7 separate regions of the Mus musculus genome follow, and all the other regions are linked to region 1. The links are chromatin contacts, called in public HiCAR-type and promoter capture Hi-C maps. All regions are on one chromosome and are shown on one strand. The core of a region is the stretch at or near the end of the contact, and the rest is flanking DNA. Distances in the headings are between cores, read along the strand shown.

Region 1 (4,386 bases), core at 1,005-3,504:
AACCAGTGTGTGGCCCATGCCTACAATCCTAGGCGAAGACAGGAGGCAGCTCTTTCTAAGTCTGAGGCTAGTCTGGACTAAATAGTGAGATGGTGTCAGAAACGGGAGAGCAGGGAGAGGAGGAAGAGGACAAAGTGTAAGGTACACCAAGCAGAAATAAGTCAACTGTATTTCTGACTTCAAAGCTTTAGAGACATGACCACTTCTGAAAACACCAGTGTATTACCAAAGCAACCCAAGCTCCCTGTCAAACACAAATAGGCTTCACTAAGCTGCAGACACTGAATGAAATGGTTCAGACTAGTCTGTCCCTTTTTAGTTTTTTAAGACAGAGTCTGATATTGGTACTTGAGGCTTGTCTTAACCTTCCATCCATACAAAGGATGGCCTTGAACTTCACACCTCTCAAAAGACTGCAGCAGAGAGCCACCAATGCCTGGTTTTGGTGGCTCTCTGCTGGGTGCTGGGGTTCAAACTCTAGACCTAACCCATGCTAAACAAACACTCTACAAACTGATTTAAATCCCCAGGTCCTAGTTTAACTTTTCATTCATTCAACAAACACTAAACAACTATTATGCAAGGTGAGACAGTTAAATGTCAACTATGAGCCAGGACATGGAGATGCATTTTCAGGCTTGTAAATCTCAACACCCACTCTGGGTCCGCAATGGGGTAACCACTACTACTTAATTTAAGAGTAGAGGAAGTGTTTTGGATGTTTCATCATATCAACTAAGGGATTCATTTTTCAACATTTATATAAAGGTGAAATTTTACTAGAGGTATTATTGGGGCCAGTGAGGTGGAAACACATGGGTAAAAGCACTTGTCACAAGCATCAAGATCTAAATTCAAGCCGGGTGGCCCATGCCTTTGATCCCAGCACTTGGGAGGCAGAGGCAGGCTGATTTCTGAGTTCGAGGCCAGCCTGGTCTACAAAGTGAGTTCCAGGACAGCCAGGGCTATACAGAGAAACCCTGTCTCTGAAAAAAAAAAAAGTATCTAAGTTCAATTCCTGGACCAGTATGGTGTTCGAGGAGAATTGATTTGCTTAAGTGGACATGAAAACAGGAGTTGTGTGTACCCCTCCAAAGTAAATAGTTGTAATTCTTTTTAAAGTGTCAACAAAGGGTTAATTCACGACTTTTGTAAAACAACTGACTCAGCAGAATTTGCATTCTAAAGTACGGGAAACACACTTTTCCCAAAAAAATTAACATTGCAAAAAATATATATATGATAAAAACTAAGCTCTCGCCAGGTGTGGTGGCGCATGCCTTTAATCCCAGCACTTGGGAGGCAGAGGCAGGAGGATTTCTGAGTTCGAGGCCAGCCTGGTCTACAAAGTGAGTTCCAGGACAGCCAGGGCTACGAAAAACAAAACAAACAAACAAAAAAACCTAACTCTCGCTTGTACTCACATCCTTACACACCACCTAAAGTACAATGAAGTGGAAAACCAACACTTTTAATAGTTCTATATCAATTGTACAATACAAGGTTTAAACCTACATGAATCCACAAGGCCAGTCATCCAAGGTCCCCTACTAATCCACATAGGGTAGCAAGCCCTTAGTTACCTAGACGCTCAACAACTGGTCTCTAAACAAAACTTCAAGATACTTTTATTAGGATGGGCTCTTTGTTCACACACCTAAGGCAGCTAACAAAAGAACAGAAACACACGCTCTGCGACTCTGTCCAGTTCCACCTCTCCTGCACATAAGAGAGAGTGAGATGGGGCTTCCCACGCGAGTACGTGGGCCCCAGAGAGCCAGCAGCTGGGGCCAGGTCGCCGCGTGCCTAGTCGCCCGCGGGGGCGTGGCAAGCGCCGAGCCGGCCTTTGTTGTCCCTCGTGGCGCGCGGAGGGGGGGGGGGAGGGGCGGCCCCAGACATGCGAAGCGGGCAGCCACCATCAGCCCCCGTCGCGTGGCTCCTCGGTCCCCACGGGCGCGCGCGAACCCACCTTCTTGTAGTGCTTGCCCAGCCAGACTCGCACCGAATCTAGCTGGGACACCGTGTCCGGGCTCTCCCAAAACTTGCTGGCCGGGCCCCCGTCCTTCCTCCGGTACACGGCCAGCCCGGAGGCCGCCGCCGCACCCCCTGCACCCACGGCGCCTGCTGCTGCTCCCGGACCGCCACCCGCTGTCGCGGCCATAGTCACCGTCCGTCGTGTCTACCGCCCGGCCTAGCCTGGCCCTCGCGGCGTTTCCCGTTCGCACCCGCGCGCGCGCGCGCAGATGCCACCTCCTCCTCCTCCTCCTAGCCCCGCCCAGCCAACCCTCTTCCGGCGCCGAGGCGCGGCCACGCCCCTTCTGGACCCTAAAGCTGCAACGAACAGGCACTGAGAGCGGGCGTACGCATGCGCAGCACGCCGGTAGTCCCCTACGGACTGAGGCTGCCCGCCTTTTCCTCTGGTCTCTCGGAACTGAGCCTCAGCCTCTGCTGTTGGTAGACACTACGAATGACTCTTCCGGGCCCCGTTTGTCTATTCGTTAGGCGGTCAACAATCTCAAGGAGGTTCTGTATCTCTACTAGAAAAAGCGGTCTAGGGTGTGCAGTGCGAGCCGAGCCCCACCCCACCCCACCCCCCCGCGTACCCGCCCCCGAGCGCTAGTAAGCAATTCCTGCTAGTCCCGGAGGCCGCGTCGGTTTGGGGACCTGCATTAAAGACCTAGTCTTTCTTGGGGCTTCATTAATGTTTCTCGAACCACATCAGATGGTTTCTGCTTAGTCGGCCTAGCTCCAGCTACTTCTGCGACCTGGACATTATCTTCCTTTGTGATTCGCACTCTCTCAAATTCATCACTTTAAAAGTATTCCAGAAAACCAGTCCCTGAGTGAACAAGTGATCACAATTACCCAACGGTTTTTTTTGTAGCTCTCTCTTCAACCTGGTGTTTTTATCATCCGCGTTGGGAACTGGACGCTTTATCTACATTTGAAGGCTATATGAAGGCTGAAAGTTTACATTGTAAACAATGTATTGGCTGTATTGGAAACGTGAACATGATATGTTCACGAAGCTCCAAGTGAGGAGGTGTGATGAGTTTATAGACCTTAAAAAAAAATGGAGATAGCCTAGAAGATGTAGTGTGCACGCCTTTAATCCCATAAGGTAGAAGCAGGAGGTTTTCTGAGTTCCAGGCCTGCCTGATGTACATAGAGCTTGAAAGCCAGGACAACCAGGGCTACAGGAAACCCTCCCTGCCTGAACAAACAAAAGAGACTAGTTGTCTCAGGTTATGTATTTGGCTCAGTTCTTAAAAAGCTTGGCAACCTGAGTTGGAACCCCAGAATTCTCATAAAAGTAGAAGGTGAAATTCTTCACGAAGTTACACCCTGACTGTGTACTGTGGCACACATACATCACCCATACCTAATTCTGGGTGGTAGTAATCCTAGCACTCAGGAGGTCGCTGACTTTTAGGCCAGCTTGTTACCATAGTGAGTTCCAAGACTACATACAGAGACCCTGTCTCAACAACAAAATGGAGCAGGGCAGTGAAATGGCTCAGCGGGTAATGCCAATAGTGACGACCTAAATTCAATTCTGGAACTGGAACAATGGAAGGAGAGAACCAACCAACTAACTTGTCCTCTGACTTCTACAGGCAGCCTGGAATGACATGCTTGTCATGGCACATTCACACCCACAGACATAAGCAACATAAAGTAAATGCATAAATGTAATTTAAAAGTTCTTTTAAAGCCGGGCGTGGTGGCACATGCCTTTAATCCCCAGCACTCCAGAGGCAGAGGCAGGCCAATTTCTGAGTTCGAGGCCAGCCTGGTCTACAGAGTGAGTTCCAGGACAGCCAGGGCTATATAGAGAAACCCTGTCTCGAAAAAAAAAAAAACAAAAAACTTTTAAGGACCTGGAGAGATGGCTTAATGGTTAAGAGCACTGACTGCTCTTCTGAAGGTCCTGGTTTCAAATCCCAGCAGCCACAAGGAGGCTCACAACCACCCTTAATGAGATCTGACGCCCTCTTCTGATGTGTCTGAAGACAGACAGCTACAGTGTATTTACATTTAATAATAAATATTTTTTAAGTTCTTTTAAAAAGAAAAATGGCAGGAGGCAGAGGCCGGCAGATTTCTGAATTCCAGGCCAGCCTGGTCTACAAAGTGAGTTCCAGGACAGCCAGAGCTATACAGAGAAACTCTGTCTCGAAAAAAACCAAAAAAAAAAAAAAATAATAATAATAAAATAAATGGCTAGAGAGATGGCTCAGCGGTTAAGAGCACTGACTGCTTTTCCAGAGGTCCTGAGTTCAATTCCTAGCAACCACATGATGACTCACAACCATCTGTAATGGGACCCAATGCCCTCTTCTGGTGTGTGTCTGAAGACAGCTATAGTGTGTTCATACAAATAAA
Region 2 (4,386 bases), core at 589-3,088, 1.7 Mb after region 1:
ATCCCAGCACTGGGGTTGAGGAAGAGGCAGATAACAGATCGCTCTGTGTTACAGGCTAGTCTGGTCTACAAGGCGAGTTCCAGGGCTGTCAGGACTGCTGCACAGAGAACCCTGTCTAGAAACAAACAAGAATTGCAATTGCTTCAAAAACAATTTGGAGGAAGAAGTAGCAAGAGACGAGGTGGCAGATAACAAGGCAGTGGCATCTGGGGACAGATGGCTTCAGAATTCAGAGGGAGCAGAAAGAGATAGCCTTGACTTAGACTGGGAGACATTAAAAAGCAGATGCTTGTAAGTGGTAAACAGTAGGAAAGCAAGCAGAGGGGGCTTAGAACAGGGACAGTGGGGAACATGAGGACACGAGAACATGGGGTACATACCAGAGCCCCAAGTGAGGAGCAGCCTGAGGATGGGAGACTTGGCACTGAGTGGTAGAGAAGGGCCCTTTAGAGTCTGTGCAGTTTGAGGCCAGTCTTTGCGCCATCATTTCTAGACATGCCCTTCACTTCAAACTGACAACCACTGAGAGAGCTATAGGCTCTATTTAGTCATAAAGAAGGGTTCATCCACATTTTGGACAGTCAGAATTTTGGGCATGCAAAGGCATTAGTACTGTATGATCCCTGGGGATGTGAAGGTGGGTTTCTTAGGTCCCCTTGTTCTTGGGAGCAGTAACAATATAAGACCCATGTTTCTAGTCACCTCCCAGAATCCCCAGGTTGCAGTTACCCACGGTGGTAACTGATGGTACCTCCTTTATTGGCTGCTTTCCTTGGTCTTCTTGCTACTTCTCTGCGGGTGCTTCCTGGCTTCACCTCCTACACTAACCACACACACTTGTGTCACTGCCTCAAGATCTGCGTTGGGAAAATTAAGCTAAACACTGTACACAAAAGGGTCGGAATCAATGAGCAGACACAGACAAGTGCAGGAGCTGTTCACACAAGCTTTCCAACTGGAAGCTTCGGCTGATCAGAATGCTCACAAGATAGGCTGAGCCAAAGTGTGAATCAGAGGTAGGTGGATGCAGCTGGTCTTTGCTACTTTGTGGGTTTTTTTCCCACCCTTCATCCCCCAGTTTCAACCCCTATCACTAGATAGGAGAGAAAGAAGGATAGAGGGGAGAGATAAATAGAGGTCCTTGAATCTAATTTCTTTTGACAACTAACAAACTGCAACTAGTCCCCTCCCCACTGATGGCCAACAACCACCCATCCACCCCCCAGGGCTCTCAAACTTATATCCTCTGAGAAGTACCCAGAATTCCAAACATAACACAATCACAGAAACTATGTGCAGCTGGCAAAACCCTGCTTTTGCTAGAACACAGGCAAATCGTAGTCAGCTGCTGGGAAGCAGCCCCGTATCTCCACACCTGGCATTAAAACAAAAACATATTCCTATACGATTTCTCTGATGTTAAAAGAAATCAAAATTTCAGAATTCTCACTCCAGGGGAGTCTTTGTCACACCAGTTTGCTATCACATGACCACGGAGTTGGCTAGAGATGAGCTCTGTACCCTGAAGATGAACAGTCACCCAACCTCTGAGTAGTAGCCCCAGAGTAGCATTAGGCAGAGAGACTCCTGGCATCTGGCTGATTGTGCACATCCACTGCTCGGATCGAAGCAAAAATAACCTACTTTTCTATAAAGAAGGTCTAGATAGGCCCCAAGGCTAGTACAGTCTGCCCCTCCACCCTACAAGCTGCTAGTCTCCATATACACTAAGGGATCTTTTCTGTGTCCTGCTTTGTGTCATGGTTAGGACAGCTCGGCTGGGCTCCCCAACCAGAGGCCCAGGCTACAGCCCTAGTGGCCTCTAGGGGGCGCCGCTGGGAAGCTTGTGGTTTGGCACCTCCAAGCTCAGTTGTGATGGGCGGACTCCGACCCCTAAAGGCCCCAGGTTCCACTGGCTAGCCCCTGGCTGATTGTACCCAGAGTGGATCCGACTCACAACGACACCCGCCTCCGATCCCACCATACCGGTGTTGTGTTGCTCGCCGCTGCCTCATTTCTATCATCGCCCCAGGTAGAGCCCTAAATCCTGGCCGGCCGGATGTCCATATGCCTGTCTGTTCATTTTGGGTGACCGTGGGTCGGTGCGCCCTACTCCTGCCGTGGCATGTGCAGAGTTAAGGCGGGAGGAGGTTTCCCCGAATCTGGGGAGGGGGGAGCGAGGGGCGGACCCGGTCCAGCCCCGCCCCACGCCGGAGCGGTGCGGGAGCCCCACCAGAGCCCAGCTTCAGCCCTAGCCGGAGCCAGCGGAGGCGGAGGCGGAACAGCGGACCCCGTGCCCTGGCGACATTTGAGATCCAGCAGGTGAGTCCCGCGGGAACCTCGCGCAGGGGAAGTTTGGGGCATGAAGGATAGAACCTTAATTAAACCCACTAGCCAGACCCGCCCCCCACTCTCCTTTGAGTTGGAAGTTTGGGGCCAGGAGGCCGTCCCTGTTAAATCCCGGGACTGAGAGTGGAGACCCCCAGCATACACATAGAGACATAGACACAGAGAGATACACACACAGCAAAAGGGGAGGCTAAGGAATGTGCTCTTGGGTGGGGGGTGTCAGGAATCCAGCCGTTTATTCCTACAGGAAAAGCCCTGGACTCAGGGACCTTCTAATCCTGTGCTCAAGAGATTCTCTACACCAGCCTTTTAAAACCTCCTCAGCAGGGAATCTGCTGGCATCGCCACACCCATAAAGGATGGACTTCAAAGGGAGTGTGGAATCCTGGAGTCTAGCCCCTTTGGGTCTCGCATATGAGACTGGCCTTTTGCTGATATAAATGGTTATACCTTGTAGAAGATCCTTCTTGTAAGGACTACAGGATGAGGGACCCTGATGGCTGGACCCAGGTTGTTGAAGGCACACTAGATGCCAGTGTGTAGAGGATGCAGAACTCTCTTGGAGCACTGAGATAAGACTTGTTGGGACAGGAAGCACGCTAGGATGGAGATTTGGGCTCTATCTTCCCTTCCACTCTAAATTGATCAAGTTACTATTTGCTAGTTCTTAAGGTTGGGGAGGGAAGAATCCCTCATGTTCCCACAAGAACCGAGAACGCCTTCTGGGTACCTGGAATCTATTCTTCCCACTATAGAAGGACCTTCACCAGTAGAGTGTTAGTCAAAGGTGTGGGTCTTTCTGCACGAGTGGTTTTGGGCCTGGCCTGCCTTCAGCTACATGTTGTTCATCTGTTTCTTGACAGTGGCCCTGACCCTTTGTTTTCTGCCTCCCCTCCAGGTCAAGGCAAGATCCCTTGGACTGGGCAGACACACCCATCCAGCCCTGACAGAATCAAGATGAGGCCTTATCATGTCCCCCCAGTGAGGCCCACAGCCTGAGCAGATACTATGGCCTACCACGGGCAGTGAGCGAGTACCATGGCTGCAGGAGGTGGTCGGGCCTTTGCTTGGCAGGTGTTCCCCCCAATGCCGACTTGCCGGGTATATGGTACAGTGGCACACCAGGACGGACACCTGCTGGTGTTGGGGGGCTGTGGCCGGGCTGGGTTACCTCTGGATACTGCTGAGACTCTGGACATGGGCTCACACACATGGCTAGCACTAGCACCCCTGCCCACTGCCCGGGCTGGTGCCGCTGCTGTGGTTCTGGGTAAGCAGGTGCTAGTGGTAGGCGGCGTGGACGAAGTCCAAAGCCCAGTAGCTGCTGTGGAGGCCTTCTTGGCTGACGAAGGCCGCTGGGAGCGCCGGGCTACCCTCCCTCAAGCGGCCATGGGTGTTGCGACTGTGGAGAGAGGTGAGTGGCTTAGAACATCCCTCAGTTGCCCCAAGCTTCCTTTTTTTTTCTCTTGCCGGAGAGTCCATTATCACAGAGGCTGGATAAGTGCCGCCTTGGACATGGCTTTGCCTCCTTTCTCTTACCTAGGCTTGCCGCAGTTTACTGTTAATTGCCTTTTCTGGGCTGTGAGGTGGGGGGTCAGAGCCCAGAAGGTCCCCCAGAAAAATGGGAGACCCCAGCCACTACCCTGTCCTGTTCTTTGTAACTAAGAGGCAGTGGGGGGTGTGGCCTAATGACTCTCTCATAGTTATAAATAGTATGGAGGGGGAGGGGAGCAAGGCCTTGGCTCTGAGCCCAGCAAGTGCTTAAGTGCTTAGTGCCCCCCCCCCCACTACCCCTAGCACACACCAGGGATCCTGATGTGGACAAAGGCCAAGCCGACCTGGAGATGGTTGCCATGGAAGCCCCCAGCTGCCAGGCAATATCACCCAACGGCCTGTGGATGTGCCCCTAGCTGACTCTGAGCACCTAACAGCTCTATCGAAGCAGCACGGTGTAGAGGTGCTGACAGGGTGCCAGAGGCTGAAAGCTGTGGCCAGCGCCTCTATCCCACAGGTCCAGCTCATCTCCCAGCCCCAAGC
Region 3 (4,386 bases), core at 871-3,370, 1.7 Mb after region 1:
GTGCAGGCGCACACTGTGAGGCGTGGCCATAGCAGAAGCAGTTGCCACGGATGACAAGTTCATAGAGAGCATAATAGTATTTTTCCCGGATCTCCCTCCGTGGGTCAAGCAAGTTGTCTCCCAGTGTGTGAAGCCGGGTTAAGTTCACTCGTAGGTTGGTGATCTTCAACAGGTCTAAGAAAGGGAAGAGGGTCTCGTCCAACTAAGCAGGTGGCCCCTTGTTGCCTCGTCCCCACCAGTGCCACCATTGGTTGCAGCTGCCAAGGTCACCTTGGGAGACCTCTTTTCTATTGCTCCCAGAGCTAAACTGGGCTTGGCATTTGCCCTAGGAAGCACCTAAAATAGTTACTGAGGCCCCAAATAGTCCCCATCCGGACACTGAGACTGTGCCAATCTCCATAGTAGAACACTCACTCTGAATCCGTGAGCTGTAGGGGTCTGGGATAGGAATAGCAGGGTCCAGCACACGATAGATGACCTAGCAGGGCAAGAAGTCCACAGATAATGAACCTCGCTTCACGTCCATCACAGACCCCACTAGCTGGGTCCCAGCCCTTACCTCGCCTTCCGTAGACGGCTCGATTTCTGAGTAGCGGGACTCACACACTACATCATCCCAGCGACGTGGCGGGGCCAGTGGGATTCCCGGGAAGTCAGCCCCGCAGTCATAGGAAAAATATCGGTACACGTGCCAGGTGCGGCCAAAGTCTGCAGAACGCTCCACCAGCATAGCAGCAGGCCGGAACGTCTGGATGGGGAAGGAGGACATGTCTGACTAGCAGGAACCAGGACTTCAGTCCAGCCTAGGTTACGGAGAGCTCTGCTTAGTCATGATCACTGCTGAGCATCTCAGACACATGGGAAAGACTAGGAAAGCCAGACCATGATCAGACCAGGGAGGACAGCCACCTCTGACAGGCAGGTTAAAATACCACGAGACCCAGAGAGACTGTATCTGACTTAGCCTAGGAATGGGGCACAAGAGAGCATGTGCAGAGGTGTTCAACTATGGAAGCCATGCAGGACGTGACCATGCTTCACACATAGAGCACAACACAGGAGCTCAGGGAAGCTTCGTTGTAGAGCTAGGACTCTGTTAGGGGGTACTGAGAAGCAAAGCAAAATCAGGCGGGTTCGCTGACGCGCAGGCACCTTGAACGTCATAATGAGGTGGGTGAAATGAAACTCAGCTTCCAGGTCCAGTTGGATGGTGACCATTGGAACCCCTGCAGCAGGAATAGGGGGTCAAGGTTCTGCGGTTACTGGTTACAAGCCCTAGTCATCCTGATGACCTACTCAGGGGCTCACCGTTCTCCGATTGCCACCAGGCTGTCCGGCGTTGTGGCGCAAAGCTGGTGACTACATTCTGGATCCGATGACTATTTGGGTTGTCTCGAGCAGAGAAGGGACGTCGGGAGTCACACAGGAAACACTTCTTTTCGTCCTGGATTGGGTGGAGTGTAGGATAGGTACCTTAGCTGGGGCCGACCCCACCCTGACCCAGCCCTCTCCTCTGGGGCCCCAGAAGCACCTGCAGGTGACTGACAATACAGTAGGGTTGAGGGCTATGCAAGCCACACGTGGATGAGGCCGTCAGTCTGTCCGCACGGCCCACCAACAGGTCACCGGTGGCTGGATAGCAGCTTCCTCGAGAACAGCCAGGTACATCCAAGGACGGGGCCTGGGCCAATGTGGCAGCCAGCACTGAGGACAGTGGGTCAATCAGCTCAGCAGGACTCCTGGTGACTAGCCCCATCCCTTGGGCCCCTGGGAACAGCCTGCCACCCCTGGACCTACCATCACATCCCACAACCTTAGGCCTCACCAGGCCCCCTCACCACTTAGAAGTAGGCCCAAGCGAAGTTCCCATGGCAAAGGCTGTCCCTGCCTGCCCCTCCCTGGTTCTCCTGAGGCCCACTCCATCCTGAAGAAAAGTAAAATAGAGATAAAGAGAGATAAAGAGTCCACAGACGAAAGCCCACCACCTCCCTTGGGGCTGATGCTGACCCGACCGTGTGGGTACTGGGCTGGTGTCCCTCCAGGCCCTCAATCTGTCCAGGGTCGGACCTAGCAGTCACTCCTCCACAATCTGAGAGACTCTGACGACTTTGAGTAAAGTTGGAAAGCAAGGGAAGGAAGTAAAACACGGAGTGGATCTAAAATAGGATTATAACTGAGGATAGCACCCCACCCCCTACCATACCCCTGCCCGCTGCAGACAACCCTCATCCTAAGAACCAGACTTTGGTTACTTCATCCACTTTCTTTTTAAGCTGAAGTTTATTTAGCAGATGTGTACTTAGCAAAGAAGCAGCTTAGTTCGAGGAACTAAAAGGGAGCATCCAAAAAGAAATTAGAGTAGGCTGCTCAAAGACAGAGCATCCTGGTCCACATATCTTCATCGGATCCCTTAAGTCCCGATGTGAACCAGGGGTTGCTGGCAAGCATGGCATTCAGGGGACAGGAAGAGGGCTCGTGGAGTTGGCGGGTGGCAGAGGTAAATCGAGAGGTTTGTGATCTTTGTGTATCAGGAAGGCAGATGGAAGGAGCTTATGGCCTTTGTCCTGGTGTCACTATGGAAACCACAAATCAGCCGCGGGGCTCCCAGGGTTACAGCATCAGTCGGGAGATGGATGGGAAAGGTGCAAGCTAGAATTCTATTGTACCTGTGGAAAGGTTTAGGACGCCCCAAAGGATAGACTAGGACTGAGCTCTCGGAGATACTGGAAAGGCCACGCACTACTGCCTGAAACAGAACTCCGAGGAACTCGACCGTCCATAAGCACTCCAGCAAATGGGTTGCGAGAAAGGTTGCCTGTTTCCTGATTAAAATGGGCTGTGGCTACTCAGTTACCCAGAGGATGGGTTCTGGGTGACAGACTCTGGACCACCAGCAACAAGTGAATCCGAATCTTGTGACTATTTATCCACGCCGGACTTTCCAGTCGCCTGGCAGCCCGGGAGCGGAGGGTTGGAATGCGCGCACCCACTAGGCGCGCGCCCCACCCAGACCCCTGGGACTTCAGGCGGGAAGAGGGTGGGTTCAGGTCCGTACGGCTTGCTTTGAGTGCCACCGCTATGAACAGACTGCTGGAGATCAAGCAAAGATTACTGGAAGCTGCAGGCGCCTGTGGGAAAGCTGAAAGTTCAGAGGAAACTTTCCGCCTCACAAAGGAGGATGGGGGCGGGGCAGTCAATCCGCTGATTTTCCCTGTCACTAGAGTAGACTCTCCTGTCACCTAGAGGAGTCCTGTGAGCAATCTAGGGAAGCTCTGGTATGCTAGAGGTGATAGGTCAGAATTTTAGATCACTCGATAAAGGGGCAGGATGGGGCTAAGGGCATTAGAGGGAGTTACATGATAGTTCTAGTCTCAAGGTTAGACGGCCAATGAGGGACATCATAGAGTCATATTTATTTATTTATTTATTTAGAGACAGGGTTATTTATTTATTTATTTATTTATTTATTTCGAGACAGGGTTTCTTTGTATAGCCCTGGCTGTCCTGGAACTCACTTTGTAGACCAGGCTGGCCTTGAACTCAGAAATCTGCCTGCCTCTGCCTCCCCAGTGTTGGGATTAAAGGCGTGCGCCACCATGCCCAGCTGTCCGTTTTGTTTTTTATTTCTGAGACAGAATCTCCTGTTTCTAGGGCTAACCTTGAACTCACCCCTCCTGGTTCTTCTTTAGTAAGAGATGTGTGTGCCCCGACATGTGCATGATATTCAGGGGATGAAGGCTTGGGATTCATGGATGCCAGGCACACTGTAGCACTTGAGCTGCGTGCCCAGGCAACTGTGAAACACTCGCCAGCTTACTAGCGTTCCCCTGGAAAGTCTGTTCAGCCCTGTGAGTACGCCTCAATAGCATCAAGACCACCCACCTCTGCCTTCCACTCTGAACAGACATACATACACAAGTCAACATGTAGCCACAAAGACACACTGGATGATCCGAATGGCTATTTGCAGGGCAGCCATATCCCAGAGCCTTAGTGCATAAAACAATGTTTTCCAGACCTGGATGTCTGTGAAGCTTGCTGTGGCCTGGATATCCTGGAGTTGGTGAGGCAGGGTCAGATGTGGACTCTGTCTTCCTGCATCCCCAAGTCTAAGCTATAGTTTCCTGGGGCTCCCTGTATGGCTCAGTAACATTGTGCCCATTCCTGATAAATGCTCCAAATTTATGACTGCTATGTCCAGGTTATAGGATATAATCTGTGGGAGGCATTTAGAGAACCCTATGCAATAGACAGGGTTCAAGGGAAAGGACGGATTCCCACAGAGCACAGAAGCACAGGCTGAAAAGTTACTACAAACAAGATGGGAGATAGACTGAAGAATGTGTGTCTCAGCTCCTGCTAACCCTCACTCAGCCTGCCCCTTGG
Region 4 (4,386 bases), core at 738-3,237, 1.6 Mb after region 1:
TTTAGGTTCTTAGCTGATGCTTTGCAATGTTAATCATGAATATTCCACTGACTTCGATTTTAGGGACTGTTGTCCAATGAACAAACTAATACCGTTTCCCTCATCAGCAGTTTCCTAGTAGGTAGCAGCTTCTAGCAGACAACACCAAGAAAGAATGACAAGATTTGTAAAGTTTCAGTATTACCAAGGGGTTGGGGGGTAACGGACTGCACACATACTTCCAGCGTATGAATGATTTTTAACTCACCAGTCACCATGTTGCATGTATGTCTGCTGCTTGTCCTGAGTTCTTAAGACTTCTAACATTCTGAAGAAGATAGAACAAAGAAGTTCCTTCCATCCTCAGCCTCTTTTTAAGTTTTAACTTTGTTCTTAAAAAAATACAGTATATTAAAAAAAAGTCATTACTATCAAAGTTTGGTTGCTACTAAAAGGAATAAAAATCCTTTTAGCTTGCTTTTCCTCAGGCTTAATGTAACAAAATTGTAAAAATAAACTAGCAGATGTTTTGTCTTAGAAAAAAAGAGCTGTGTATTTCTCCATCACAAACCTAGAATTTCCTAGATAGAAGATCACAGCACTGAAACAAAATGTGGAAAGAAAAAAAAAAGCTGAGAAGAACTTCAGTTACATAGTTTTTATAGTGACAGGCAGATTTTAGAAATTTTTGCTGGACATTTTAGAAATTACAAAGAAAAAAACCGGCAAAGCATTGATCAAGTTAATCAAGGTTAAGAAACAGCCCTTATCAAGAACAGAAAGGCAAGCCCCTCCCACCCACGCGGAGGTGGAAAAAAAAAAGGGGGGGGGGAGGCTGCATTTAAGTGAGGATTTAAAGCGGAATTTTAGAGCTCCGAGAGTTTGATACCATATACAGAGGAGGATCTCTTTCCGGAGCGCACAGAGGTGACGTGTATCAACTGCGCTTATGGAAGAATCGGTTCTAATGGAAGAAAAGCGGGGCCTGGTAATGGTAACCTTCTCTCCTCAGCACAAAGCACCAGTACAAGGTGAGGAAACCCATGGGGACCCAATGCCCTCTCCGGCCAGCAGGACTCGGTTTCCCAAGCAGAGCAGCACCCTCCCCAAGCACCCACCCAGTCCTTGGGCCTCGCTTAAGTAACAGCATTCTTCAGTTAGTACGAGCACTCCTGTCCGCCTCCCGGAGGAGCGGAGCCGCAAGCCAGACCGCAAAGCCGCTATGTTTCTCCGCAGACCTAGGCCACCGCTGCCCCGGACGTCACGAGGACAAGGGCCCAACCCTCAACCTTCCCCAGTCGGCAGGTCGGTCGTCCGCCAGGCCGCTCGCCCGCCCGCCCGTCTGCCCTCCTCTTGGAAGGGGCGTCCGGCGCGCACTCCGGACAGCGTGAGCGACCAACAGCAGGGCGCGCGCCGCAAAACCGGGGGGTCGCGGGGTGGCGCGCGCCCCGGAAGCCGTTCTAGCCCACGGGCCACAGCTGAGAGCCAACGGGGACGCGCACGTCGGGCGGCTACGCGCAACGAGAGGACCGCACAGCGCGCACGATAACGCACGCGCGCGCGCAGAAAAATGAGAAAAAAAAAAAAAAGAAAAAAAAAAGCCACGCTCGTGCGCGCGCGCCTCCGCGCGCCCCCGTGCGCCGCGCCCACCCGCCCCTCAGGCCCGCCCCTCCCCCACCCGTGGGGCGGAGGCTCGCGAGCCGAGGGACGTTCTCCGCTCTGAAGCCGCCCTGAGGTCGCCTGGGCCCAGCGGCAGCGGCCCGCCCGCCCCCGCCCGCCCGCCGTTGTGTAGGGTGGGCCTGCCGCCTTCGAGCCAGAGCCTTGCTGCGTCCCCGCCCTCACCAGAGCCCTCACCCGGCGACGTCACCGCCGCCGCTGCCTCCGTTCTACCCGCCGGCCCCGCTTCACCGCCCGGGGCCTCGGTTCTGCCGTCGCCGCTCCGAGACCGACAGGATTTTCTCCTCACAGCTCCCTGGGCGCCATCTTACATTCAGCCCTCACGGCCAATGGGAGCCGAAGGCCCTTCTCGCGAGAACCGGAGCGTCGGATCCCGCGAGAGCTGCCTGCCAGGCTTAAAGGGAACGCTGCAGCCACAGAGGGAACCGGTTGGAGTGGAGAGCGTACCCCTCGTTGTGGGAAGGAGCGCCACGCCCATGGGCACCCCTCCATGCGGGGCGGGGCTTAGGCCCGGGGTTCAGCATCCAGGGGTATTTTGCCCCTGCCCTGGGTCTGAAAGCATGCTTTTTGAAGCCACCTACGGTGTCCCGCTAGCGCCTCCTCTAGTTGCACAGTTCCACGCGAGGCGGGGCCGGGCCTAGCTCGGCCTCGTGGTTAAGGTGGCCCCCTTTCAAACCCCTGAACTGGGCGCAGCTTTAACCATTGTGCCGCGCCTGGGAAGCGCTCGGGGCGTTAGTGCACGGGAGAAAACAGCTTCAGGAACCCCCAGCACCACCTCTCATCTGAGATCGCTTTGCCACAGTCAGGTCCACCTTAAAGCAGGCCTTGGGTAGCCTAGTGTTTGTATACAGGGAAAATGTGGAAGGCTTTAAAGCTGCAGGCACTCACCTACAGCCTCACCAGAAGCTCCCAGCAACCCAGGGGGCCCTCAGTCTGGGGCAAACCTTAGTGCCTTCTGCACTTGTTCCTGTCCTAGCAAACTCTAATCTTCAAATTCTTCAGAAGTCAATTTCTGAGACGGGGTCCAATCCAAGGGCCAGCATAGCCAGGAATCTCATCTCAGCACCGTATAGACATCCAGGGAGTTTGCTGGGGTCCCCAAACTGGAAAGGCCACAACAGCATTCATGATTTATCTCACTATGCTTAAATAGTTGACAGGGCTTTTTTCTAAATGATCACACGGGGGGTCATGTGTCTCTTGATCTCTAGCCACAAAGACACAAACCTAGATCCCTCCATAGGACTGGTGACTGTGCAACAGCATCTCTGGGGTTCTCAGGTTTATCATAGTAAGTGCTGAGCTAATTCCAGCCATGCACCTGCCTTTGAGAACCAAGTGCAGTAGTGACTTTGTGGCTGGCTCTTTTCTGGGGAAGTGCATTCTTCCAGAAGACATATGAGACCCACCACTGCCAGCTAACAAACTATTTCTCCAGGGTCCTCAGATATTAGAAAGGCAGACAACAGAGAGACGCCAGAGGGATTTAGTTATTCTTTATTGAAACGGAGTGTGGAGTGCTGAAGGGCACCCCCAGCCTCCAGGATGAGGTAGGGCCACATGTATTCAGTTCATATTTTGCCTGGGTCTTCTTTTAGTGTGACAGTTCGGTTGAAGACAATCTGAAAGGCAGTAGAAGAAAAATGACCAACAACCCCGAACCGGGCTTCTTACTTCCCCTTCATCACCTAGGAGGTGAGGTATCATGGAGGTGAGGTACCAAGGTTGTCAATAACTCTGTAATTTCAGATAAAGGACTAGATGCCTGTGCTGTGCCTTAGTTTCATGAGGATTATGACAAACTCTAAGCTTGCCTGCTACTTTGAAGAGTAAAAAAGTTAGGGCCGGGGCTGGAGAGGTGGCTCAGCAGTTGAGAGCACCGACTGCTCTTCCAGAGGTTCTGAGTTCAATTCACAACATGATGGCTCACAACCATCTGTAATGGGATCTGATGCCCTCTTCTGGTGTGTCTGAAGACAGCAGCAGCATACTAACATAAAATAAAATAAATCTTAAAAAAAGTTAGAGCCCTATAAAATTTTGTGCTTGGACTTAACTGGAAAGTAATGAATGTCCCTCCCAACTTATTTGGAGAATGCTAAGGGGATGTAGGGAGAGTGTTTATCACAGTGAACAGCTTCCACCATCAGTACACAGAAGGGTATAGGTGGGTCAAATTAAGCACCTGTCCTTGATGGCTGTCTGGATCCACAGAGAAGTACCCAAGGCGCTCAAACTGGAACTTGTCAAAGGGCTTTGCCAAAGCCACAGAGCAGTCCACTAATGCTCCTTCTACCACTTGTAGTGACGCCTGCAGACAGAGAATCCAAGTGGCTGTCCAGCTCAGAAGCCCACCACCCTCACCTCACATTCTATGAGCCTACCGGGTTCAGGTCACTTAGGAATCCACCAGGCACTTCAACAGGGTCTTCGGGGTTCTTGTGCTGGAATCTGTAGCCAGAGTGAAAGTCAGGCCCTTGCTGGAGAGCCACAGCATGCAATTCCCATCCTGTGACAGTCTCAATTCCAGCTATGTTCACTCACAGGCACTCATAGAGGCGAATCTCACACACCAAAGGCTGTGATACCCAGTGAATAAAGGCCTTGGGCTTCTCTCCAGCATCAGCTCGTCTACAGGTCACCTCCAAGCGTTCCACACAGCCACTGGAGCCCTAGAAGTGAGGAAGATGGAATCAGACCAGGGACCAACATGAAGACTGTTAGCAACAC
Region 5 (4,386 bases), core at 1,316-3,815, 1.6 Mb after region 1:
GTCTATAGAGTGAGTTCTAGGACAGCCAGGACTACACAGAGAAACCCTGTCTCGAAAAACCAAAATAATAATAAAAATAAAATAATTTGAGCCCCTTTCCACCTTGTAGGCCAGGCCTCACCCTTTTTACTTCGCTGCAGAATCTCATTTGCCTCTTTCAGAGTGACGCCGGCAGGGGCGACCACCAAATCTTCCCTCTTAGTCATGATCTAGGATGAGTCAAGAGGCAAAGGCCAGTCAGACCAGGACCCTCCTTTACCCATAGGTCAAACTATACTATCAAAAGACCACCACGATCACATACATGACCAGAGCCGCCCCTCCTGAGAGGCAGCCAGTAGTTATGGAGAACACAGCAGCAGGAGCAGCCTCTCTAGAGAGGACCACACAAGAGCATGGCGAAGAAAGGAAGCACAAACGTTACAGACATGTAGACAGCAGAGGCACAGCAGGAAGAAGGGATGGATGCAGGGATCACATGAAGTAGTAAGAAACATAGCTGAGCATTTTCCTTGGACAGGAAATGAGACTGTCAGCAGTGTCATAGAAGTAAAAAGAAACTGCATGCTTCCTCCAGTCTGGGCTTAGACCTTAGTTTCTCCTCAGCCAGTGGCACCCACCTCTTCCAAGAACCGGTCATGCTCTTCCTCCTTGAGGAAATCAATGTCCCTTGAGGAGATGATGCCCACCAATCGACTCCCCATCCGGCCTGTATCTGTGATGGGGATACCACAGAAGCCATGCCTGGCTTTGGCCTCAAAAACATCGCGTACACGATCCTTGGGGCTAAGGACCACGGGGTCAGTGATGAATCCCTGTTCGTATTTCTGGAAGGAATGGTGAGAAGGTCACTGTATCTTTGATATCACTGTCATCAGGCCCCTGTTCTAAAGGATGAGGTCCATGCCTAAGTGTCCTGTATAGCAGAGCCACGGAAACAAATGAAATGAAATGCTCAAACATGGACATAGGGGGTCTGGAAGCACCGTGCGTGCTCTAGCTAAGAAATGGGGTCTTGGGTCTTCCTCCTCAGTAGCTGAAGCTCACAGCAGGAGAAAGGACGCTTAGCAAAACAAACCCTCCACTTCCACCCCACGCCTCTAATTCCCAGCAACTCTTGGCCATGATGCTTGGCCTTCTAACCTTCACTTTCCGAACTTCATTGGCCTGGAATTCAGGTGTGCAGTTGTGGTGGATGAAACCAATACCTCCTGTAAGCTACAAGACGAACACACAAGTAAGTGATAAAACAGAAACACAATCTTTGGCTATAAGATGGCACCCATGGCGCTCAAGCCTTACCGCCATCGCGATGGCCATTCCAGCCTCTGTGACAGTGTCCATGGGTGAGGAAACCAATGGGGTCTTTAGTGTAATCTTCTTAGTTAGAGCAGACGTCAAGTCCTGAGGAGAAAAAGGACCAGCAAAGGAAAATACAGCTTATTCCTCAGGGTCCATCCCAGGAGCCCTGGGTGAGCTGCCATGTTCACCACAAAGCCTAGCCTGGTGCAGTAAGCTCACAGTAACGAACAGCAGCATCTTACCCCTCCTAGATATTTACCAATCCAGTTCCTAGAGTGGGTACAGGGGCACATGCCTACTGTAATAACAGTACCCACTCAGAAACAAGACTGAGCGTTGACACTAATAATTAGGGTCAACAAAACCACTTCTGGAACAGCCAAAGTAATGTAGGCAGGCTGTCTCAAAAACAAAATAGAGCCAGGCAGAAGTAGCGCACGCCTTTAATCCCAGCACTTGGGAGGCAGAGGCAGGCGGATTTCTGAGTTCAAGGCCAGCCTGGTCTACAGAGTGAGTTCCAGGACAGCCAGGGCTATACAGAGAAACCCTGTCTCAGAAAAAAAAAAAAAAAAAAAAGGAACCCCCCAAACCAAAAATCCAGTGCCTTATTACTCACCACCTGATCTGCAGTGAAGTCGATATACCCAGGAAGAATGAGAAAATCACTGTAGGAGGGAAATAAGCAGGTCTCTCAGGCTTGTGACACCAAGAAACTTCAACTCCATATATCATCCCATAAAACTCTTGAGCAGGGAGTTGTACCAGCAAGTGTGACACAGGCAAAATGTCACTGGGTGGATGCCACCGAGGTGTCATTAGTGCACGCTAACATATTCCACATATCCAGAGAACTGTGTCTCACGACTCAAGTATTAAATACTATTGAAATCACCCTCTAAACCCCTGCCCCTGCTTCACATATGTCGAAGTTAGTCTTCGGCGATAAGGAATTCCCGGATTCTGTTCCCCATCCGCTCCCACCAGTTTCAATGAAGCCCTCCCTCATCCGGCCTTCTCGCCAGCGTGCGGCCCCTCGCCTCGCCCCGATGGGTGCCCTAGACCCGCACTTGTAGGTGAGGCCGTCCCCGCAGTTGAAGAGCTGCTGCGCTGTGAGCCCGTCGTCCGGCACGTAAGAGGTGCCTCCGCTAATCAGGTAGTCCGCCATGACCACGGAGGAAGACAGACGCGTGGCTCCGAGAACCGCGCCGCTCCGAGGACCGCGCCGCAGAGGCCTCTGCCGTCCGGACCGCGCCAATATAAACTAGATTATTCCGTCACACGTTGCGTGCGTCGATGACGCCAGGCGTAGGGCGTGCGTACTGAGGGCCACGCCCCGTATAGAGGCGGAGCTGGCAGAGCTGGGTAACCACGTGCTTATCGAGCTCACAGGCCCAAGGCCAAAGGCCTGTTTCCTGTCCCACCCCTCCCCGCATCCCACCACAGCAGGATCCAGGCCCATTCAATTAAGTTTTGTTTCCACTCCCCCGCCCCCGCAGAGCTCCTCCCCCAAATAAAGACACGTTCTCCAGTAGCTTGTTGAAAAGACGTGCTTGTCATTCTTAATAAACAACTAGAATAAGAATACATAAGAGAAAGAGTGGTATCTTTATATGATACACAAGTGTATGTTACAAGAATTCCATCAGGCACAGGAGCCTCATTTTTAAGGCCTCAATGTTAGGCCAAAAAAAAAAAAAAGCGCATGGTAAAGTTTTTACTTTAACTTTTATGTCACTTGTCATAAAGAAGGGTGTAATAGAAATTGTCTGGATAAAAATCATAATTGAAGTTCCCCTTATTCTTCTTCCATCAAGATGTTAAGTTTATGTCTGAGCATTACAAAAAAAAAAAACAAAAAACAAAAAACAAATGTGGCTCTGAGTGGTCAGTAAAGTTTGCCGATTCCGAGTGACAGGCTGATGCATCAGCAGCTCCATCTTCCCTGAGGAAGGGAAGGGTCTGTATCTCTCCATACAGTCCAAGTTCCTTTCCCCACGCCCCAGACAAAAGAAAAAAAGAGAAAAGAAAAAGCCAACCACTTCCTAGGACACCAGGTTCTCAGAAAACCCAGATCCCTATGAACCAGGGGTCTGCCCATTTTATGAAGATGCAAAGAGGGCAATATCGTCTTTTACATTTTGAACAGAAGTAGCCTGAAAAGCATCATAACTACAAATTAAAAAAAAATGTGGAGGCCTCTCCTTTAGTGTGAAAGTCTGTCTGGTTTTTCCTGGATCTTTTTTCCTATAGCTGAGGCACCTCAGTGCATGGTGGTTGCATTGGCCACGGCAATGGCTTCTTGGATTTCTCGTATAACCAGGATCCGGGTCAGCATCTGTCCCATCTGTTCTCTGCTGATAGGCTGGACTGAGTACCAGATTGGGCTGTTGGGAGCTACAACTGGCTCAGGTGTCAGGTAAAAGGTGTCATTTCGGCCTTTCACACTCTGAGGGCTGAAGAAGAATTTCAGTAAGTAATAGCATAATTCTAACCCTTCCTGTTTGAGCCTCCCAAACAATTTCAGGTTGAACTACTTAAATCTATCTATATCCCATTGGCAGCAGATAAGCATCTAGAAGACCTAGCTCCAGCTGTTTACCCACATTGTTTTTAACTCAGCAGCAAAGGCCAATAACCACCTTCTCTGGGCTCAGTACCTCTTCAGTACTCAGTACCTCTTCAGTACTCAGCGTGCTCCAACAGTCTCACAGCCATTCCCTCATCCACTCAAAATTTAAGGAACATGTGTCAGCTTTATATTAGGTACAGATGTTAATTAAGTGGGCAGGGTTCCTGACATGTTATAAAAATATGTAAGAACTGATACTAGGTAAGAGCGACAGAGGAAATAGCTGAGGACAAAGGTAGGCGATCTAAATATGCTTTATTGGAGCTGCTAGTAATGTCCAGAAAAGGGAAAACTCTTGGATGTAAAGTATGGTTATGGGCTTTTCAAGCAGCAGACATGAAATAGCAATGCAAGTGCATTGGGAAATTGTTCATCACTTATAGAAGAGTGACGAACTCACTGAAGGTTTTATTCTAATGAAAGTACAAAGACCCATAGCCACAAAAGCTGTTCTG
Region 6 (4,386 bases), core at 759-3,258, 1.6 Mb after region 1:
CGGCAAGTACCTCCCATGGGGGGGGGGGGGTAGGGAGGTGGGGCTTCAGTTCCCAGACTGGGTACCTTGAGGACATGTATTACCTGCTATTGGACCAAGGATACACTGGGCCATTTGGTCAGCCATACCCCTACCTTTCCCCCAAGTCTCTTCTTCACTCTTTATGGAGTAACTGGAAAGTGGTAGCTCCTGGCCACTGTATCTATTCAAATGAAAACAGATCTAGATATCTACAGATACTGGAAATTGGCCCTGTAAGCACTGGTCTTGACTCCATTGTTGGAGGTCCCTGCCTCAGTTTCTACAGTTGTACCCTCCTGCCTGCACAAAGTTAGGTTTTCTTGTGGCTTTCTGGCTCAGTCCTCCCAGTTGCAAGGAGACTTTACATGATATTCCTGCTTCTATCAGCTTACTTTCCCCAGCCAGATCTTTGGTTTAAGGTCACAAACTTACCTAAGTGCACCTGCGATCTTGGCCACACAAGGAGAGTGACTCTGTGGGGAAGAGGGCTGGAGATGTCTTAGCTATCCTAGCCTGACCCTGTGGGCCCTGGGTATCCTGCCCACAAGTGGGAATGTTGGGGATCTACTCAGCAGCCTCCCCCTGCCTTACAGCTACATGACAGTGCTGTTTTATTTGAACAATGTCACCGGTGGGGGTGAGACCGTCTTCCCTGTGGCAGACAACAGGACCTATGATGAAATGGTAAGGGCCAGTGAGCTGTTATTACTCTTGGGCTGGTAGGGCCTTGGGCAAGTGTGTACACACCCTTCCAGAGCTGGGACGAGGGCACATCTGCCTGTTTTCCCTCCAGCCAACCTTGGCTGCCTGGTCCTGCAATGGCAGGCAGTCCACAAACAGCCTCACCTTGTTGCCTACAGAGTCTGATTCAGGATGATGTCGATCTCCGGGACACTCGAAGGCACTGTGACAAGGGCAACCTTCGTGTCAAGCCCCAGCAAGGAACTGCAGTCTTTTGGTACAACTACCTTCCTGATGGGCAAGGTGAGGGCTTTACTCATGGCCAGGTCTTGGGCTTCTCTGAGGGAACTCATCTCTCCCTCCTGCTCTCCTGGAGGACTGTTCCTGTCTTCCATAGCCAGGGATTTCAAAGCACAGTAGCACTAGTACAGTATCTTCGGTTATCTCCGCCCACCGTCCTTGCGCACCAGCCTTCCTGCTGTCTGGGGCAGGGAAACTTCTCTCCACAACCCAGGCTGGGAAGAGCTATAGCCAAGCTCAGAAGCAAGGAAGCTTGGTTAATTTTAAGGGCCAGTATGTTGACCATGCCTTAGTGGGTGAGACGCCAAGTCCTTCCATGGGGATTAGATGTGTGCACAGCTCAGGCTGAGCCAATCTAGGGTTTTCCCCTCCCTAACTTGTCCTTTGTTCATGTCACCTTCTTACCCCAGGCTGGGTGGGTGAAGTGGACGACTACTCGTTGCATGGGGGCTGCCTGGTCACCCGCGGCACCAAGTGGATCGCTAACAACTGGATCAATGTGGACCCTAGCCGGGCACGGCAAGCCTTGTTCCAGCAGGAGATGGCTCGTCTGGCTCGGGAAGGTGGCATGGACTCACAACCCGAGTGGGCCTTGGACCGAGCCTACAGTGATGCCCGTGTGGAGCTCTGACGCAAGGCCCTGATGCGAATCACCCGCTGCCCAACGTCAAAGACCCTGCAGGTCCTCTGTCCTACTGCAGACTGAAGTTCTGGCCGACCTCTTGCCCTAGCCCTCCCTGCCTGCAGCCGCGATCAAAGGCGCAGTTCCTACATTCACGTTATTTATTGGTGTACAGCCTCCATGCTGCTCCGTTAAATAAAACTACAGGGCTTCCAGCCAGGGGCCGGCGAGCTAAGCGCCCGCTTGGGGGAGGGGAGGCCCACCGCCCCTCCCGGCTAGTCTCATGTGTGTGTGTGTGGGGGGGTGACTCTGATCCGGCCAATCAGGAGCGGGATCGCGTGGGGGACAGGGTCGTCATTGGACGTCCGCAGCCCAGCGCCAGGGCTTTGCTACCTGTAGCTAAGGGCTTCGGAGCTCTGCAGCGCGGCTCTCCAGACGGCTGGTTCTCGCGAGAACGCAGCTCTCTTCTTGTCCGTGGCAGCCACAGCAGCTCCAGGAACGTCATGGACGCTTTCGGGGACTATGTCTGGCCGCGGGCGACTTCCGAGCTCATACTCCTCCCGGTTACGGGTCTGGAGTGTGTTGGGGACAGGCTGCTGGCGGGTGAGGCTTGGTCGGCTCTAGTCGTGCTAGCGGGCGAAGAACTAGCCTCTCCCTGGGTGGTCGCACCGGACAAAGGGATGCCCTGGGGAGGAGGATGGGCAGCGGGCTGGGGACTGGCGAGGGGTGGGAGTGGGGGGAATAAGGCAGGTTCGGAGGTGGCGGGAAACACAGGCCGGCGGAGGAGGGCGGGGCTCGAGAGACAGTGGCAGCTCTTCATAAATTGCAGCCAGCTTGGAAAGGGTGGACAGAGACGCTTGAAGGTGTGGGGGACGCAGTCGTTCCATGTTGGGGGAGGGACGTTGCACCCTCAGGTGAACGCAAATGATCAAAACCCCTGGAGAGGAAGAAAAAAAAAAAAAGGGCAGCCTCAGGGGGTGTGGCGGGAGTGTGGCTTCTGGAGAGGGTTGAAGCTCCGCCCCCAAAGATGAGGGGGCCAAAAAATTGCTTTCTGAGTAGAGCAGTATCCAGAGAGGCTGGGGCTTAGGTTCCTCTGGAGAACCAACTGGGGGGTCTGAGCCAACTGGGTTAGTAATCACATGTCTCAGTGTCTGGTGGTAAAGGTCTGAGATGGCTCTGAGGTGCCAAGTGTCCTGGAAGCAGTAGGGCCTGATGCGAAGCCATCCTTTGGTGATGGTGGTGTTGGGTTTTACAAGGACCCTTGGCACTGACAATTAGGCCTTGGGTCAGCCATTATTAGCCTCAGCAGGGCTGCGTGTTTGTCTTGTGGTGAGGGTATATTCTAGAGTTGATGTGTGTGTGTGCGTGTGCGTGCGTGTGTGTGCAAGTGCAAACATTGGGTTGCTCCAGTGAGCTAAACTCTCTGGAGGTGGGACCGGCAAACTTCAGGAAATGAAATCCGTAGAATTTTGAAGAAAGAGACATTAAGAGAGGAGTAAGGTAATGAGGAATCCTGACGAGTCCGAGGAGGAGGAGATCGTGGGAAACAAACGGCTGCAAGATGACCAAAAGGGAGCTGAGAGTCCCATTCTAGAAAACGTCTGTGGGTTCTATACACATGTATGGGGGTGTAAGAGATTCCCCGGGAAGTATGTGGATTTGTATAGAGGGAGGCCCTGGACAAGCCCCTCTTGAGCACAAGTTAGGAATGTTCCTAACTCAGAAGACGCTAGCTTTGATTCTGCTGTGTTAAATGCTGTCCAGGTTCTTAATACCTGCACCTCATCTCTCCTCCCAAGCCTTGTTGCTTTTAAGTCTCAGTCGCATACAAAGGACGATCTCACAGCTGTCCAGGGGTGGGGCCAGAATGCAAGCCTCACCCCTGCCTGCCAAAGTGTGGGCAGCTTCAGCACGCATGCACACACACAAACACACACACACACACACACACACACACACACACAAAACCACATACCTACCCACCCCATCGCCTCTGTTGAGCCTCAGGGATTAGACTGATGAAGGATGCTGATGGCTAAAGGGTGCAAAGGTCGACACAGCCTTTTCCCTAAGGGAGGGAGAATCTGGAAAATGCATGCAGAGGCAGGTGGAGCTGAGAGTTTGGGCTAGAGCAGAGCAAGGGCTTTCCATCTGAAGTGTAAGGATGGTGTGCACCAGAGGAAATCCTAGTGACTGTCATTAAGGGTGATGGATAGCCAGGCATGACAGCATACTGCCACAGTCCCAGCAGATTCGAGGTTGAGGCAAGAGGATCTTGAATTCAAGGCCAACCTGGGCTCTCTGAGAGAACCTTACCACAAAAACGAGTGACTGACAGGAGTGTGCCTTTGCAGTTGAGGTCCGGCTGAAGTGGAGGCACGGGTTTGGTAGGATGCTGTGTCCTGGTATATTCTGAGTCTGTATGCTAAGGAGTGGCCTGCTCCACTCATGCGTCCTAGGATCAGGTGCGTGCGTGCGTGTGTGGTGCTGATGTGGCTCTTTACCTCTGTCTAGGCGAGGGGCCTGATTTACTGGTGTACAACTTGGACCTTGGTGGGCATCTCCGAATGGTGAAGAGAGTCCAGAACCTGCTTGGTCACTTTCTCATCCATGGGTTCCGAGTGCGACCAGAGCCTAAAGGAGACCTGGACTCTGAGGCCATGATAGCTGTGTTTGGGAGCAAGGGCCTCAAAGTTGTGAAAGTCAGCTGGGGTCAAAGCCATCTTCGGGAGCTCTGGCGCTCTGGCCTGTGGAACATGTCC
Region 7 (4,386 bases), core at 795-3,294, 1.5 Mb after region 1:
TACCAGAGATCTCTGTTCCCTCTTCTTATGAAGATGGAGGACCATTGGTGCTGATCGCTTATTGCTACCTATTTCCTTCTGACCCAGAAAACTCCAGTACCTATCATCTTCTGGGTTAGGAAGATTAACAAAGTACTCAAGGATAACTAGATTAGCTAATAAACTTCTGGCATTTAGTGACCCTGAAGAAGCCTGCCATTGTAGAATGTTGGAAGTGAGCTGTCGATATAGCACTTTACTGCATTGGGAGAGGGGGGAACATAGGTCAGCCTAAGAGCAGCGTTCAAAAGAAAATGCCTTGGGCTGGTGAGATGGCTCAGTGGGTAAGAGCACCTGACTGCTCTTCTGAAGGTCGGGAGTTCAAATCCCAGCAACCACATGGTGGCTCACAACCATCTGAAACAAGACTCCCTCTTCTGGAGTGTCTGAAGACAGCTACAGAAGAAAGAAAGGAAGAAAAGAAAGAAAGAAGAGAAAGAAAGCAAGCATGAATTTACTGGGAATCAGATATAAAATTAATAATACATTGTGAAAAATTACTGTTTTAAAAAAAAATGCCTTGGCCGCTGCTTTATAATCTGAGTTTTATTTTCTTCAGAGGTGTCCTGATTAGGGGAAAGCCTTCCACCCTCCCTCTTCCCATCCAGGAGCTAAGGCAAGCGTCACAAACAGCACCTGCTTCATTTTGAGGGACACTGGGTGGAGCCCAACCTGGGCACCCTGGGCAGCCTCTCACCAAAGTCTGACTTGCAGGATTCCCTCAGTGGTCCAGTCTGACTGCCGAAGGACCTTCAAGAATATCTTGAATATCTTGGTGCATACCTAGTAACTCCAGCATTTTAAAATATATATATTCAGACACTCCAGAAGAGGGTATCAGATCTCATTACTGATGGTTGTGAGCCACCATGTGGTTGCTGGGATTTGAACTCAGGACCTTCGGAAGAGCAATCAGTACTCTTAACCACTGAGCCATCTCTCCAGCCCTAACTTCAGCATCTGAGAGGTGGAGGCAGGAGAATAAATTTATCCTCTGCTCCTTTCAAGTTTGATGAGCAAGCCTGAACTATATGAGACCCTGTCTGGGTTGGTTTTTGTTTTGGGGTGTTTTTTTTGTTTTTTTGTTTTTGGTTTTTTTTTTGGTTTGGTTTGGTTTTTTGTTTGTGTGTATTGTTTAAAAACAATTTAATAATAAGCCGGGTGTAGTGGTGCATGCCTTTAATCCCAGCACTCGGGAGGCAAGAGGCAGGGGGATTTCTGAGTTTGAGGCCAGCCTGGTCTACAAAGTGAGTTCCAGGACAGCCAGGGCTACATAGGGAAACCTTGTCTCGAAAAAACAAAACAAAACAAAACAAACAAACAAACAAAAAACAACAAGAAAAAAATTTTAATAAAAGCAAAAACGGAAGCTGGAGAGAGGCTCTTTAGCTAAGATCCATCTTGGAGAACACACCGGTTCTAGTCCCAGCACCAACATAGAGACTTAAAAACGTCTGTAAGTCTCTCCAGCTCCAACGCCCCTTCTGTCCTCATATACAGACATGCATGGAGTGCACATACCCATAAACAAACCACCCCATAGACATAAAATGTTTTAGTTAAATAAATCGAACTCGTGGGAACTGCTCTATAATCTCATCATCCAGTGTGCAGTCATTGGCCTCAGCATCCCACTATGTCGTATGTCCCATTTCTATCACTCTCTGACTCCCTTCTCCCAAGAGTGAGAAAATGCCCACTACACTTTCTGGGGCCGGGGGGGGGGGGGGGGGGCGTCTTCTCCCGGGAACCAAGAAACTACTAGTTGCAATGGTGTCTGTCCTAACGGTGCTCCGCTGATGTGCCTCCATGTTTGTGGATGGCCTTCTGCACTGGAGTATATACAGCTCCATAAACGACCAGCCGGGTGTGAGCGAGGTCCCAGGATCTCAGTATGGACCGATGGGTGCGGCTCCGTGTAGGCACAGCATCCCGGAGCACCGTCTCCTAGTGACCGCCGGGCGCGCTGACTCTGCCGTCCGGGTCCCAGCGACTGCGCAACGCGAGCACCCCCGCGGCCCCTCCCCTGGGCGCGCGCGCGACCTGGGCGCCATGGCGGCAGCGGTGGCGACCGTGCAGCGGCCTGAGGCTGAGACAGTCGAGGAGGCCTCAAATCTTCAGTGGCCGCTACCACCGGAGCATCGCCCTTCCGGGGCAGCGACCAGACCAGGCGATAGTGAAGACGCCCCGGTGCGGCCACTGTGCAAGCCGCGGGGCATCTGTTCCCGTGCCTACTTCTTGGTGCTGATGGTGTTCGTGCACCTGTACTTGGGCAACGTGCTGGCCCTGCTGCTCTTCGTGCACTACAGCAACGGAGACGAGAGCACAGACCCCGGACCCCAGCGCCGCGAGCAGAGCCCCCAGCCAGTGCCAACCTTGGGTCCCCTCACCCGGCTGGAGGGCATCAAGGTAAGAACATCCCCTCCTCTCCCGCCCCGAGCGGAGCTTCAAGCACTGCCAAGCCGAGCCAGAAGGAACCGTGGCTCAGCTCTGGGCCACCACGGTGCCCCACGCATCACTGTGTGCGGGTCACGCGCGCGCCTACTTACTTTGCTACTGTCGCTCCCTGACACGGGACTTTTTCTTGAGCAGTGCGGCCTGGCACACCAGCTGCCTGCTGTGTATTTTTCCTTTAGGTGGGATATGAGCGGAAAGTCCAGGTGGTCGCGGGCAGGGATCACTTCATCCGAACCCTCAGCCTCAAGCCGCTGCTTTTTGGTAAGTCTGCAGGACACTTCTGGGAAGGGCCGGGGAGGCTGCAGTGTCCACCCCAAGGCTTCTTTTGACCGTGTGTTTACTATTTTGAACATGGCTGCTTCGTAGATGCGCTCTCTGAATCCAGTTTACTAAAATAGAGCTTCCTTTTCCGTAACCGGACAGAGAGGTTCGTTTTCCACACTTCCCTCAGCGGACCCTTCCATCATAGGCTGGGCAGCACGACCCTGAGACAAATGTTCCAACTGTTTATTGAAGTTATCTTTGGGCAGTCTGTGCTACGAATCTATCACCTTCCAGATCAGGGCAGGGTGAGAGACTGATAACCAGGTGCCAGCTGACCCGGGGGCCTCTGGGGAGATCACATTCCCAAAGCTAATCCTGTGGTCTGATGAGAATCAGGCCGTCCATATTGGAATGAACTGACAACCCTCAAAGCCAGCGGCCCCCCCCCCCCCAGAGGGGCACCATTCAAAGGCCCAACTTCTTGCTTCCAGTATTCAAGATTCTTAGGACTCCTGTCTTTCACCCTTCATGGGCAGAGCCTATTAGGGTGACCCATTTTAGCCACATCACACACAGCTCCTGTTTTCTGAGTTCTTAGTAGATGATAGGCTTCAAACACCTAACCATGGTGTTGTGGAGACCCCCCCAAGTCCTCCAAAGACTATCAATGTCAACATGGGGAGGGCACTATGTCCACAGACCTTGCCTGGGTTAAATTTCTGCAACCCTAGCTGGGCAGTGGTGGCACCTGCCTTTAATCCCAGCACTTCGGAGGCAGAGGCGAGTAGATCTCTGAGTTCATGGCCAGCCTGATCTACAGAGCAAGTTTCAGGACAGCCAAGACTACACAGAGAAAAACCTGTATCAAAACAACAATGACAGCAAACAAACAAAACAAAACAAAAACAATCTATACATGGCCTTGGTGGTGTGAATCAGCAGACCCAGGGCTGCCTTTGGCTGCTAAGGAATGGAGTTTGTAGAGAGCATTAAGAGATCTCTGGATGGACCATGTAGAGACTGCCATATCCAGGGATCCACCCCATAATCAGCATCCAAACGCTGACACCATTGCATACACTAGCAAGATTTTATTGAAAGGACCCAGATGTAGCTGTCTCTTGTGAGACTATGCCGGGGCCTAGCAAACACAGAAGTGGATGCTCACAGTCAGCTAATGGATGGATCATAGGGTTCCCAATGGAGGAGCTAGAGAAAGTAGCCAAGGAGCTAAAGGGATCTGCAACCCTATAGGTGGAACAACATTATGAACTAACCAGTACCCCGGAGCTCTTGACTCTAGCTGCATATATATCAAAAGATGGCCTAGTCGGCCATCACTGGAAAGAGAGGCCCATTGGACTTGCAAACTTTATATGCCCCAGTACAGGGGAACACCAGGGCCAAAAAGGGGGAGTGGGTGGGCAGGGGAGTGGGGGTGGGTGGATATGGGGGACTTTTGGTATAGCATTGGAAATGTAAATGAGTTAAATACCTAATAAAAAATGGAAAAAAAAAAAAAAAGAGATCTCTGAGGAGATGGCTGAGCAGATAAAGGTGCTACAACACCTGACCCACATGGTAGAAAGCAAGGACCCAGTCCCACAAGTTGTCCTCTGCCCTGCT

The links. Promoter capture Hi-C pulls out the DNA fragments that hold promoters and counts their contacts. HiCAR-type assays count read pairs that join an accessible place to other places.
Region 2: a contact with region 1 is called in a promoter capture Hi-C map of cranial neural crest. The contact joins the promoter of Klhdc8b here to the promoter of Smarcc1 in region 1. A contact is called at or near these places in 2 of 39 promoter capture datasets (cranial neural crest and second pharyngeal arch cranial neural crest) and 1 of 115 datasets of contacts at active chromatin or transcription factors (astrocytes).
Region 3: a HiCAR-type map of astrocytes shows a contact between it and region 1, with 4 times the contacts expected there. The contact joins the promoter of Lamb2 here to the promoter of Smarcc1 in region 1. A contact is called at or near these places in 3 of 39 promoter capture datasets (the C10 cell line, cranial neural crest and liver) and 1 of 115 datasets of contacts at active chromatin or transcription factors (astrocytes).
Region 4: a contact with region 1 is called in a promoter capture Hi-C map of second pharyngeal arch cranial neural crest. The contact joins the promoter of Qrich1 here to the promoter of Smarcc1 in region 1. A contact is called at or near these places in 6 of 39 promoter capture datasets (cranial neural crest, embryonic stem cells, maxillary cranial neural crest and 3 more) and 3 of 115 datasets of contacts at active chromatin or transcription factors (astrocytes, embryonic forebrain and large pre-B cells).
Region 5: a HiCAR-type map of astrocytes shows a contact between it and region 1, with 4 times the contacts expected there. The contact joins the promoter of Impdh2 here to the promoter of Smarcc1 in region 1. A contact is called at or near these places in 4 of 39 promoter capture datasets (the C10 cell line, cranial neural crest, embryonic stem cells and 1 more), 1 of 484 Hi-C or Micro-C datasets (B cells) and 1 of 115 datasets of contacts at active chromatin or transcription factors (astrocytes).
Region 6: a contact with region 1 is called in a promoter capture Hi-C map of pre-B cells, with 6 times the contacts expected there. The contact joins the promoter of Wdr6 here to the promoter of Smarcc1 in region 1. A contact is called at or near these places in 3 of 39 promoter capture datasets (embryonic stem cells, liver and pre-B cells), 1 of 484 Hi-C or Micro-C datasets (B cells) and 2 of 115 datasets of contacts at active chromatin or transcription factors (astrocytes and large pre-B cells).
Region 7: a contact with region 1 is called in a promoter capture Hi-C map of cranial neural crest. The contact joins the promoter of P4htm here to the promoter of Smarcc1 in region 1. A contact is called at or near these places in 2 of 39 promoter capture datasets (cranial neural crest and liver) and 1 of 115 datasets of contacts at active chromatin or transcription factors (astrocytes).

The regions. Positions count from the first base shown.
Region 1 is chr9:110,129,892-110,134,277 of GRCm38.p6, reverse strand. Smarcc1 (SWI/SNF related, matrix associated, actin dependent regulator of chromatin, subfamily c, member 1) reads right to left here and starts at 2,254. Exons shown (of 28, transcript NM_009211.2): 1 at 1,970-2,254. The coding sequence starts at 2,161.
Region 2 is chr9:108,450,253-108,454,638 of GRCm38.p6, reverse strand. Klhdc8b (kelch domain containing 8B) reads left to right here and starts at 1,838. Exons shown (of 6, transcript NM_001359428.1): 1 at 1,838-2,322; 2 at 3,248-3,763. The coding sequence starts at 3,388. It also overlaps a transcript of Ccdc71 not described here.
Region 3 is chr9:108,477,596-108,481,981 of GRCm38.p6, reverse strand. It overlaps Lamb2 (laminin, beta 2), which reads right to left and starts at 2,120. Exons shown (of 33, transcript NM_008483.3): 1 at 2,008-2,120; 2 at 1,839-1,924; 3 at 1,532-1,704; 4 at 1,309-1,444; 5 at 1,153-1,226; 6 at 560-748; 7 at 415-478; 8 at 1-174. The coding sequence starts at 1,923.
Region 4 is chr9:108,514,688-108,519,073 of GRCm38.p6, reverse strand. It overlaps Qrich1 (glutamine-rich 1), which reads right to left and starts at 1,987. Exons shown (of 10, transcript NM_175143.5): 1 at 1,834-1,987. It overlaps Qars (glutaminyl-tRNA synthetase), which reads right to left. Exons shown (of 24, transcript NM_133794.2): 21 at 4,201-4,328; 22 at 4,041-4,107; 23 at 3,842-3,967; 24 at 3,133-3,278. The coding sequence ends at 3,228.
Region 5 is chr9:108,558,615-108,563,000 of GRCm38.p6, reverse strand. It overlaps Impdh2 (inosine monophosphate dehydrogenase 2), which reads right to left and starts at 2,565. Exons shown (of 14, transcript NM_011830.5): 1 at 2,370-2,565; 2 at 1,919-1,967; 3 at 1,303-1,404; 4 at 1,144-1,218; 5 at 621-827; 6 at 122-209. The coding sequence starts at 2,467. It overlaps Qrich1 (glutamine-rich 1), which reads right to left. Exons shown (of 10, transcript NM_175143.5): 10 at 2,834-3,755. The coding sequence ends at 3,563.
Region 6 is chr9:108,576,335-108,580,720 of GRCm38.p6, reverse strand. It overlaps Wdr6 (WD repeat domain 6), which reads left to right and starts at 2,008. Exons shown (of 6, transcript NM_031392.3): 1 at 2,008-2,227; 2 at 4,139-4,386. The coding sequence starts at 2,128. P4htm (prolyl 4-hydroxylase, transmembrane (endoplasmic reticulum)) reads left to right here. Exons shown (of 9, transcript NM_028944.4): 6 at 1-2; 7 at 615-705; 8 at 882-1,005; 9 at 1,413-1,859. The coding sequence ends at 1,633.
Region 7 is chr9:108,595,270-108,599,655 of GRCm38.p6, reverse strand. It overlaps P4htm (prolyl 4-hydroxylase, transmembrane (endoplasmic reticulum)), which reads left to right and starts at 2,044. Exons shown (of 9, transcript NM_028944.4): 1 at 2,044-2,448; 2 at 2,676-2,757. The coding sequence starts at 2,092.